Linked DNA regions of Muntiacus reevesi: region 2 is linked to region 1. The links are chromatin contacts, called in public Hi-C maps. All regions are on one chromosome and are shown on one strand. Each heading gives the region's core, a stretch centred on a gene start, on an enhancer-like site or on the middle of the called end of the contact. The rest is flanking DNA. Distances are from core to core; before and after follow the strand shown. Region 1 holds the start of EIF3D (eukaryotic translation initiation factor 3 subunit D). Region 2 holds the start of IFT27 (intraflagellar transport 27).

Region 1 (5,148 bases), core at 1,491-3,990:
TGCTACACTATAAGGGGAGATGTAACTTTTGCTGGATTGCTTGGATCATGTCTTTTGTTTTCTTTTTTTTTTTTTTTCCTGTGGGCCCACAGGCCATCTGCTGCAATCTCACTTTTGTGTCAGAGTTTAATCATCTTTTCCATTTTGGCCATGATGTCTCTGCCCACCCCAGATGGAGAAGAATTTGGAGAGTCTGTCTTATTTTCAATACTGGGTCCCTGGGCTTGGGTGGGAGATCCTATCTAAATTCCTCCCCCAATGGACACCTTTGCTGCCTCTTTCTGCCTACCCCACTCTCGAGTCTCTACAGGCAGTGGGGATGACCCTCCTTTACATTAAATCAGGTCATGACCTCTCTCCCTCCCCATTTTAAAATCCCTCAGTAGCTTACTTTTATCCTGAGGATAAAATCCCATACTCTGTTCCGTGGCCTGCACATTTCTAAATGGAAACTTCCTTTTTTCTGGGTCACACCCAGGCTTCTTCCTGCTTGAGACCTTGCCGCCTGCTGTTCTCTGGTGCCGGGAATACATCTCCCCTACATCTTCACCAGCCTGTGTCCACAACCAGCCACCCCTCTGAGTAGCCTAGCCCTGTCCTCATTCGCTCTCTCAGTTGCCACGTGCCTGATACTATTCCAAGCACTTAAATTAACTCATTTAATTCTCTCTACAGCCCCGTAGCATTAAAAAAAAAAAAGCATGATTGGGGCTCCCTGGTGGTCCAGTGGTTAAGACTCAGCGCTTTCACTGCTAGGGCCCCAGTTCGATCACTGGTCAAGGAACTATCCTGCCAAGTCATGTGGCATTAAAAAAAAAAAAAAAAAAAAGGCATGTGAGCTAGAGCAGAGTGAATATAAAATGGCAGGATATAAAGATGATAGTTAGCTAGGACCAGACAGGTCATAGGAAGACTTTCATATTTTATTCCAAGTATATAATGGGAAGCTACTAGAAGGTTGTGAATAGATTGCTTTGATCACCACACAAAGAATGAACCCTAGAGGAACACAAGTGGATGCTGGGGCCCAAGCATGAGGCTGGAGATGGTGAGGGAAAATGGTGGCATTCATGATGGTTCATTTTTTGTTTTGTTTCTGGCCATGCTGTGAGGTTGCAGGATCTTAGTTCTCTAACCAGGGATCAAACCCATGCCCCCTGCAATGGAAGTGCAGAGTCCTAACCACAAGGCCACCAGGGAATTCCCTCAAAATGTATTCTAAAAGAATAAAGAGGACTTGCTGAAAGAGTGAATGTGGTGGGAAAAGGAACTACCAATGATGAGTACAAAGTTTTTCAATAAGCATCATCCACTGGGTACCGTGAACAAAAATAGGAAAACTGGATGATGAGTGAATTAGAAGAGAATTTATAGAAACAGATGCTGCTGTTAACATTTTCATTTTATACATGAATAAGGTTTCAAAGAGTCGGACACGACTGAGCGACTCAACTGAACTGAACTGAAGGTTTCAAAGAGATCAATTAATATGCTCGAGTTTGTCTAACTGGTAAGTGGAATTCCTGAGTATTTTCACATACATATATTTTACCCTCACAACACCCCCTTTTATCATCTTCAATTTACAAATAAGGAAACTGAGGCCCAGAGATATGAAGGCTACACTGCTAGAAAGTGACAGTGTAAGTGAAAGCGAAGTCGCTTAGTCGTGTCCCACTCTTTGCGACTCCATGTTCTGTAGCCTACCACGCTCCTCCGTCCGTGGGATTTTCCAGGCAAGAGTAGTGGAGTGTGTTGCCAATGCCTTCTCCAGAGGGTTTCCCCAATCCAGGGATCAAACCTCGGTCTCCCGCATTGTATGCAGACACTTTACCATCTGAGCCACCAGTGGCAGAGCCAACAATAAATATCAGCTGTAACAGCAAGTATATTTTCCAATAAAGGAGATAGACCAGGAGACCGATAAGGAAGCCTATGAGACCAGGCAGTAAAGAATCATGAGGTTTGAACAAAAATCGCACGCTCAGATTCTTTCAAATATTTTGAAATACCCCAATAAGACTCCAGGACAAACTCTGTAGGCTGAGTTTCCAAAAGGACAGCACCGTTGCCATCGTAGGAAGGTGGTTCCTGAGTCGCCACTTCAGAATCACAACCAACTAAAATGCAGGTTCCTGGGCTCCAGCTGGTATAACAGTCTATGGAAGGGGACCCAGAATCTTCATTTTTCAAATTAGCACTCCAGGAATCTTTGTCAAACAAGAAAGTCTGAGCACTGTGGAGGTGTGGTTTGAACCCTGGCAGCGACCCCCTACACTGGTAGTCTGATCTACTCAGGTCACTTTGCACCTCCTGGTCTGTTTTCGAAACCGCTGAAAAGTTCAGCGAGTCGCCACAAAAACCTGCCTGAGAAACTCGATCTCCCCCTAACGGCGAAACTCGACCCACACGAATCTTTTAAAGAAGGCAGGAGCCGCGGGTCATTGTGGGATACAGAGGGGCCAGAGCGGTCCGCAAGGCATTGTGGGACATAGAGGGGCTATCAGCAAGTCTCCGCTTCCAACTCCAACTGCAAGACCGCCACGTTTCAAGAAACTTGAAACTCTCGGAGTGTCGCCGGATGCCCCATGACGTAACTGTAAACATCTCCGGTGTCTATCAGCCTCGAAGGCTAATAAGAACACCGCGAAAAGAACAGTGACGAACTTCCGGGTGTGCCTTCGCTTTACGACTCGTGTGTTCCGCCGTCGAACCGGAAGGAAGCCAAGAAGCAGTTTACGACACCGTCGGTCGTGTTTACGGTACCGGCCGCTGCGCGCGCATCTTTCCTCCTTTCCCGGTTCCCCGGAGCTCAGGCGGTGGCGAGGTATCTGGCGTAGACTTATCTTTCGGCATCGGGGCCGGCTACGGCCGTTACAGGTAAGCAGCGTATTCTGTACGTTTCCGCGGACCTCCAGAGCAGAGTTGGGCTGCGCCTGGCCTTCGGGGCCCTACCGGAAGAGACTTCTGTACGCCCCCTCCTGCCTCCTTGTTCCTCCGCTGGGCGGGGCAGGAATCCGCCTTCGGCACCCCCAGGTAGGACCCAGTGCGGGGCAGAACCTGTAGTTGAGGTCTCTTGCCCTGGAGTCCGCTTAGCGGCCACCGACGGTCTGTTCTGATGTGAACATGCCATTAATCCTTCTGAGTCTCGGGGTCTTTTAAAGTGCCCCACGGTTCCCTGAGCTTCTATGAGAGGGCTGTTGGGTGTGCCAAACTGAGCGATGTTCGGCCCTGCTCTGAGGAGGTCACAGTCTAAAAGTTTCTTTTCCTTGCCTGTGAAATGGAAGACTAGGATGTAGTTGGTTGATCTGTGATTTGAAACTAACCCCCCAGGAATTGGCAAACGATCTGCAGTGGCTGCAAGAACGTGCGCAGTACATGACCTGCCAGCCACAAGGCTCTATGACTGTCCTGTTGGTGCCTCCTCATCCGATAGCTGTAGCCAGTTCAGCTGTCATCCGTTTCAACAGAAAGATTTAGTTTCCACTATTGGTTACATTGTGCTCTGCCTACTTTCTATTTTATGCGTTGAAACCAAGTGACTTCCTTCCACCCCTTTTAAAGTGTGTTGGCAGATACCTTATTGTGTTATTGATATGATCTGAAATCCAGGATCTTTTCAGGCTGCTGTCCAGCTGTAAGATAATGGGAAGACTGTTAGACTTAAGACAGACGACCCTAGAAACCAAATCTATTTTGAAATGATGAGATCAGCTGCTTGGTTTGGCTGAACTGTGTGTTTTTATATCTGAAATGGGGGCCTAGGGGTTTAGTGGTGTTGCGTCTGACACGTTGTAGGACCCTGGTAGTATATAAAGGTATATTGTTTTGAGACCACCACACCCTCCCTCAGTCTGCTTCCTCTAGTGTAATTTAAGTTCAGGTGGGAGTATGGGGCTTCCAGGTTCATGCCCTGTTGGATCATGCAAGTGTCACCTCTGTAAGAACTCTCCCCATCATGGGAAAATGAAGAGAATTTCCTAAACGTAGTATCCTTTGCTCTTTTATTGCTCCCCAGACTCTGGAAATATTTGTGTGGTGAATTTTCCCCTGGGAGCTCAGCTTCTGGGCATTGACAGGGGATTAAAATGGATGATAAATGCACGCATTTTGGGTAGGAATTGTTTGGCAGATACCTGTCTGGAGTCCCTGGTTTTTACTGTTTCTGAGAGGAGTACGGGCCTTATACAAAGTGTGGACTCTGAAGCCAGTTTCCCAGGGTTCAGATTTTCGTCCATTAGTGTTGTGACTTTGGGCAATTTCTTGATATCTCTGTGCCTCAGTTTTCTTATCTGGAAAGTGAGGCTAATACTGGCCCTACCTCAGGAGGAGATTGTTGAGAGGAGTTAATGAATTAATGCGTGGAAAGCACTAACAACATGCCTGGTACTTATAATGCTTATGAACATTGGCTGTGTTAAACCACTTTCACTTTCATGACGTAAGGCTTCTGGTGGCTTCCTCAACCTTCTGCCGGGCTTTCTGCCTGATTCTTATGCCCTGCATAAGAATTTGCACTGACAACAAAAAATTGGAAGAACAACGAAGGAAGGTTGCGTTTCAGGATATATTCATGGACCCTTGTTTTTTCTCGGCACTGTGTGTAAATGTATTTTTGTAAGACTGAGTAGTAAGTGTCTGGCGTTTTACAGTGGAACTATTTCTACATATGTTAACTAATATATACGGCTTTCACAGTGATCCTCTGATGGGAATAAAACAAGGATCTTATTTATTTTACAGGTAAAGAGACTGGAGTTTAGGGGAATTATATACTCTATGTCTGGTGAAGGTGTGAATGAGAACTGGAACCTGCTTATTAAACTCAAAAAAAGGTTAATTACATTTCATCAAATCTGTAAGACATCACTGAATTCAAGAAGCACAATTTCTTCATGTAACACTAAGAAAGGAAAGTTGCCAGATATGATATGACACCCCGTCAATTAGAAGGTGCAGGCTCATTTCAGAGATGGTACAGTGAAAAAAAAAAACCCAGTGATATATGATACATAAATTTGGTTAGCAGTCTTCTTAGTTTTAAGTATTCACAATATTATTTACAGGAAGATGTTAAGTGGAGAGTAACTCAACAGTTGAAGGTTCGGTTTTGTGTTTTGCTTTTTTAACTTTATCATTCATGTATTA
Region 2 (5,249 bases), core at 1,131-3,630, 210 kb before region 1:
CAGAGCACTCAGACTGAGGCCAGGACCCAGTGTGGGCTTGGCAAACGCCGGCTCTGTTATAGCTGCTCAGGGAGGGGTTAGACTAGAATATCTCAAGCATCTTTATGGTTCCCAAACTCTCTGATCCCCTAAAACCCAGTGACAGTCATGTGCCTGTTGTTTCATCATCAGTAGGGTATAGAAGGCCCTTGGGATGGCGGCGGGATGGCGGCGTGAGGTGGGAGAATTCACCGTATGGGGTTTACCACCTCTGTGTGTGTGTGCTAGTTGCTCAGTCATGTCTGACTCTTTGCCACCCCACGGAGGCTCCTCTGTCCATGGAATTCTCCAGACAAGAATGCTGGAGTGGGTTGCCATTTCCTTCTCCAGGGAACCTTCCCGACCCAGGGATTGAACCCAGATCTCCTGCATTGCAGACAGATTCTTTACCGTCCTGAGCCACCAGGGAAGCCCCTCTGGGAAGACACAAAGCTCTTACAACAGTATTGACCAAAATCACATCCAGGAGCAGGAAGGAAAGGGCCGGGGCAGATATGGTGCTGAGGAGGACAACCCCATAAGGGAGGTGCAATTATTACCCTCCACCACTTCACAGATGAGGAAACTGAGGCTCCCAGAGGTATCACCCCCAGATGGATCTCAGCATCTGAGCCCCTTGGAGCTGCCTCGGGAGGGTGACTCACTCAAGAGGTCCTTTAAGGGATTAGCAGGACAGTCTGGAGGCGGAGGCAGAAAGACCGGGAGAGGCTTTGTGACTCACCGAGACCTGGGGTGTCTGAGACAGACTTGCATGATGTCTCCCAAGAAAACAAGTAGGTAAGGCGGAATGCAGGAGACAGGTCTTAACCATAATACCAGGAATGACTGGCAAGGAAAGATAATTCCAGACAACTTGCATTGTTTCAGTCCTGATTCAAGGCTGAAACATTTGCAGCAGTTTGTAGAGCGTGTGTGTGTTCATTGCCCTGCGAAAGACTGGCAGCCACAGTAAGACACCCGGCAGGTGAGATGAAAGGCGTGTGTGTGTGCATGCTCAGTCATGTCCAACTCTTTGCAACCTCATGGACTGTAGCCCACCAGTCTCCTCTGCCCATGGAATCTTCCAGGCAAGAATCCTGGAGTAGGTTGCCATTTCCTATTCCAGGGGATCTTCTCTACCCAGGGATTGAACCCACGTCTCCTGTGTCTCCTGCACTGGCAGCCAGATTCTTTACCACAGTGCCACCTGGGAAGCCCTAAATAAAGGGCATATGATAGCAAATTCTGAAGGCTGCATCTTCCCTGAGGGGCTCTTCTTCCCCTTCAGCACCAGCAACCCCAGAGGAACCGGCAGGAGTGAGAAAAGGGGTGCAGGCATCTGGCCAACATGACGGTGATGGTAAACTCAATCTGTTCAGTAAATCTCTTCTCATTCATCCATTCATCACTGCTGAGCACCTACTGTGTCCCAGGCACTTACAGTCTCAGGACAACCGAAGAAGGTGGATTCCACGAGCCCCTTTTAAAAGTGAGCAAATAGACTCAGGGATGAGGCCACTTGCCCAGGTCAGGAAGACGACCGTGATTTCAGTCTGGGGTTCCTGACCGCAGAGCAAGAGGGGCCTCCCCGGAAAGTCAGCCTCCTTGATGGGGGATGAGAAATGTCCAGGATGCTCGCTTTCATTCCACGTGTGGTATGTGATAACGTTCTCCACTTCACAAGAGGGGCTGGGCTCACAGGAAAATACAACTTCAAATTCCTGAGTCCACCAACCGCTTCCCCCACTTCTCCTTTGTGCATGGACATCACTTTTAACACTTCGGTATTTAAAGCGCATAACATCCCTGGGCTTTAAGGAGCCAAAGACTGGATTTCTTGATGCACTTTACAGCCACGCTCCCTGGAATCTGGGACTTGGTGGGGCGTCAAGAGCTGCTTCAGCCAGGTCAAGCTGGCTCAACGCTCGGCCTGGGCAAGCGCACCTCGTCCAGCGCGCCGGCGCCGCTCCAGTCTCCCGCGCTCGCGATCCGCCCCCTTCGTGGGCGAACCCACTTCCAGAAGGGCAGGAGGATACGGCGAGTCCCCATTCCTCCCGAAGATGGGCCTAGCCAGCCTCTGACCAATCAGAAATCTTGTTTTATCACCGCTTCTGGATATACTAGATTGGAGCTGCTTTTCCCTGAACTTTCAAGCCGTGCGGGGGCGGGAGGGGGAAATGATTGACATCTTCTGCAACTATTAGTCAAGCGCGATAAACTTGAAGAGCAGTTACGACAACGAATTATCTGACGAGAAAAGGCTGTTAGCCCTTCCCCCTTGTCTCACTGGTCTCCGTGAGCCCTAGGGGGTGGGAGTTTTTTATTTCAGCCAATCGATGGCCAGCGAGAAGGAGGGGGCGATGAAGAGGCGGGGCAGGCGGGCGGTGGTTGCCCCGCGATCACAGCCACAGTGGGGCTGGGGCCTGGGGACCGGACGGTTTCTGGGTCACTGTTCCCGAACCGCACTGCCGGGGGCCGGATTGGATTCAGGAGCCGCGTCGCCTCCCTGGCACCTTCCCGGCTGCCTTCTGAAGACTTTTACCCCTTCTAGCGCTCCTCCGCGCCCCACCGTGACCCTAGCGCCAGATAGCGCCCCGCCGGCTGCCCGAAGGGTCCAGGCCCCATTGTCCCGGTCCTCACCACGGCCACTGGCCCCTTGAGCGCCAGTTCTCCCTACTCCCCTTCTCAGGCAGGGCCACCAACGCCTCCAGCAGCCGCTCTTCTCTTGTCTGCTCCGTGGAGGTGGTTGGTTACCATGGTGAAGCTGGCAGCCAAATGCATCCTGGCAGGTGAGTCTGAAAACTTGCGGGCGAGTACAGTGTCCGGAGTTCAGAGACTTCATAAATTGTTGAGAGCTTTTGTTCACGTAAATTGTCTACCCTCTTTCCCTTTCTCTCTCCCAAAGGCGAGTTAATGCAATTACTGATATAGTAAATTCCATTAGGCATGGGATAATTATCTTCCAGAGCACACTTGTAGCTGCAGCTGGTTTCCTTCCCTCCCGGTTATACTCTGAGACCACCGTCACCAATTGGAGCTGTACTCAAGAGGAGCAGACAGGTTTTTAAAAAATCAGGCTAAGCACACCATAAATGCTTCAACTAAACCATGTGCTGTACTCCAAAGTTAGCATCAGTGACTTAGGTGGTCTTTACTTATGGGATTTTTTTCCTTGACCCCATTCTTCTGAAAACAGGGATAGGAGACAGTAATGTCCAGTTGACCAGAGTTTGCAAAAATACCATGTATGTAGTCTTTAAGACCCAAAGTTATGGTTGCTGCCCCATAATCTTGAGGACATAAATGTTGATTCCCCCAAAAGTGGGAATCTTTTTTGCTGATTGATACATCCCAAGCTCCCAGAACGTACATCTGGAACGTAGGAAATACTCAATAAACATTTGTAGAATGAATGCTTATGCGGCATGCACATTTGTGGTGTTACTGCTCATTTAGAAATGAGAAGTAACATTTGCCTGGATTATGGACCTGGGACCTCAGAGCACAGATGTACTTTCCTGAGTCCTTGCTGCATTTTCAGGCACATGTATTTCATTTAACCCTTTCACAGTAGGTAGCACCCTGGGGTAGGACTTCCCTGGTAGCTCAGCTGGTGAAGAATCTGCCTGCGATGCAGAAGACCCTGGTTCAATTCCTGAGTTGGGAAGTCCCCCTGGAGAAGGGATAGGCTACCCACTTCAGTATTCTTGGACTTCCCTGGTGACTCAGATGGTAAAGAATCCGCCTGCAGTGTGGGAGACCTGGGTTCAATCCCTGGGTCAGGAATATCCGCTGGAGAAGGGAATAGCAACCCACTCCAGTATTCTTGCCTGGAGAATCGCCATGGGCAGAGGAGCCTAGCGGGCTACAGTGCGTGGGGTCGCAAAGAGTCGGACACGACTAAGCCACTCAGCACCGCACCGCACCGCATGGCGCCCTGGGTCAGATGCTGAGTTGTTCTGACCTCACTGAGAACTGAGATGAAGTCTCTGGCCCAAGGTCACCCCCTAGTGAAGGAAGGTCCTAGCCGGGATTCCCACCCCCAGATCTGCTCACCTCCGTAATTCTTAACTTGTGTTACTGTTGAAACCTGTGACCTTTCCAGATGTTTCTGACCAATTCAGAAAAGGAGCAGTGAGAGGAAAAGGAGATTCTTTTTTTTTTTTTTTTTTTGACTCTTCTCTTTCAAACTGCAAAGGGTGGTATTTATAATGACTTTTCCAGTTTGGAAGTAAAAGGGTCACACAGAAAGATGACTGCTCAAAGTCACTCAGATCATGCTGGAGCAAAAGAAATGAATGGTCTTCAAAAGCAGTGTCTAGTTTCCAGAGCACCAGCGGGGGCAGTATTGTGCCACAAAAATAATTCCACAGATTGGCTGTGTCTTCTTGGACAAAGCACTTCTCTGAGCCTCATGGATAAAGTGAGTCTCTTCATGGATAAAGTGGAGACGTTTTTCTCTGAAGTTAGATTTTTTTAATGGACTTCTTTCTCTGACTGTTCTTTCTCCTATTTCTTTTTTAAATCAACTTCCATCACGAAGCTAACTTACTGAGCATCATTTTTGTGCCTGCGCTGTGCTATACCCTCAGCATGGGTCATCTCAACAACTCTGTGGGGTCAGGATTATCATCATTCTCCTCTACAGATGGGGCCTGTCTGAGACCCAGAGAGGTTGGGGCATTTGCCCGGGGTCACACAGCTGGATTTGGCTGAGCTGGATCTAGACTCAGGTGATCTGATTTTCAGGGCTTGTTGTTAGCCCCACAGGCTACCATCTCAGGCCTTGATTCTAGACTCCTTGTCCTTTATACTCATACCCTCAGATACTAGTTTTACCTGGTTTTGTCCATGGCCTTACAAGTCGTTCCTGAACTCCAACCTAGCTCTCAATCTGTAGCCTCCTTTGGAGGCCTTAAGGAAATCTATCTCATCTTGGAAGTTTCCAGGGACCAAGAGACCTCAGTGCAGTGGATCACTATGCCCAGCCCATCTCCACCACCCACCAAATTCTCCTTCTCCACCGCCCCCCCCACACGCACCTCCTCCCGCACTGACCAGCTGTTTACATGGGGTCAAGCTGCCTCTGTTCCCTCACATAACTAGCTACCAAAGGTCCTGATAACTCAGTTCAAGTGCTCATTCAGTCCTCATATTTACTGAGCACCTATTATGTGTAAGTCACCACACAAGGTGCACTGGGAATCCCAGGATGAACCCAGCCCACTCCT

Evidence for each region. Hi-C and Micro-C count contacts between places; a contact is called where the count stands out from the background.
Region 2: a Hi-C map of muscle shows a contact between it and region 1, with 10 times the contacts expected there. The contact joins the promoter of IFT27 here to the promoter of EIF3D in region 1. A contact is called at or near these places in 2 of 3 Hi-C or Micro-C datasets (blood and muscle).

What each region holds. Positions count from the first base shown.
Region 1 is chr1:20,822,240-20,827,387 of mMunRee1.1, reverse strand. EIF3D (eukaryotic translation initiation factor 3 subunit D) reads left to right here and starts at 2,740. Exons shown (of 15, transcript XM_065939166.1): 1 at 2,740-2,880.
Region 2 is chr1:21,035,412-21,040,660 of mMunRee1.1, reverse strand. IFT27 (intraflagellar transport 27) reads left to right here and starts at 2,380. Exons shown (of 7, transcript XM_065939196.1): 1 at 2,380-2,807. The coding sequence starts at 2,774.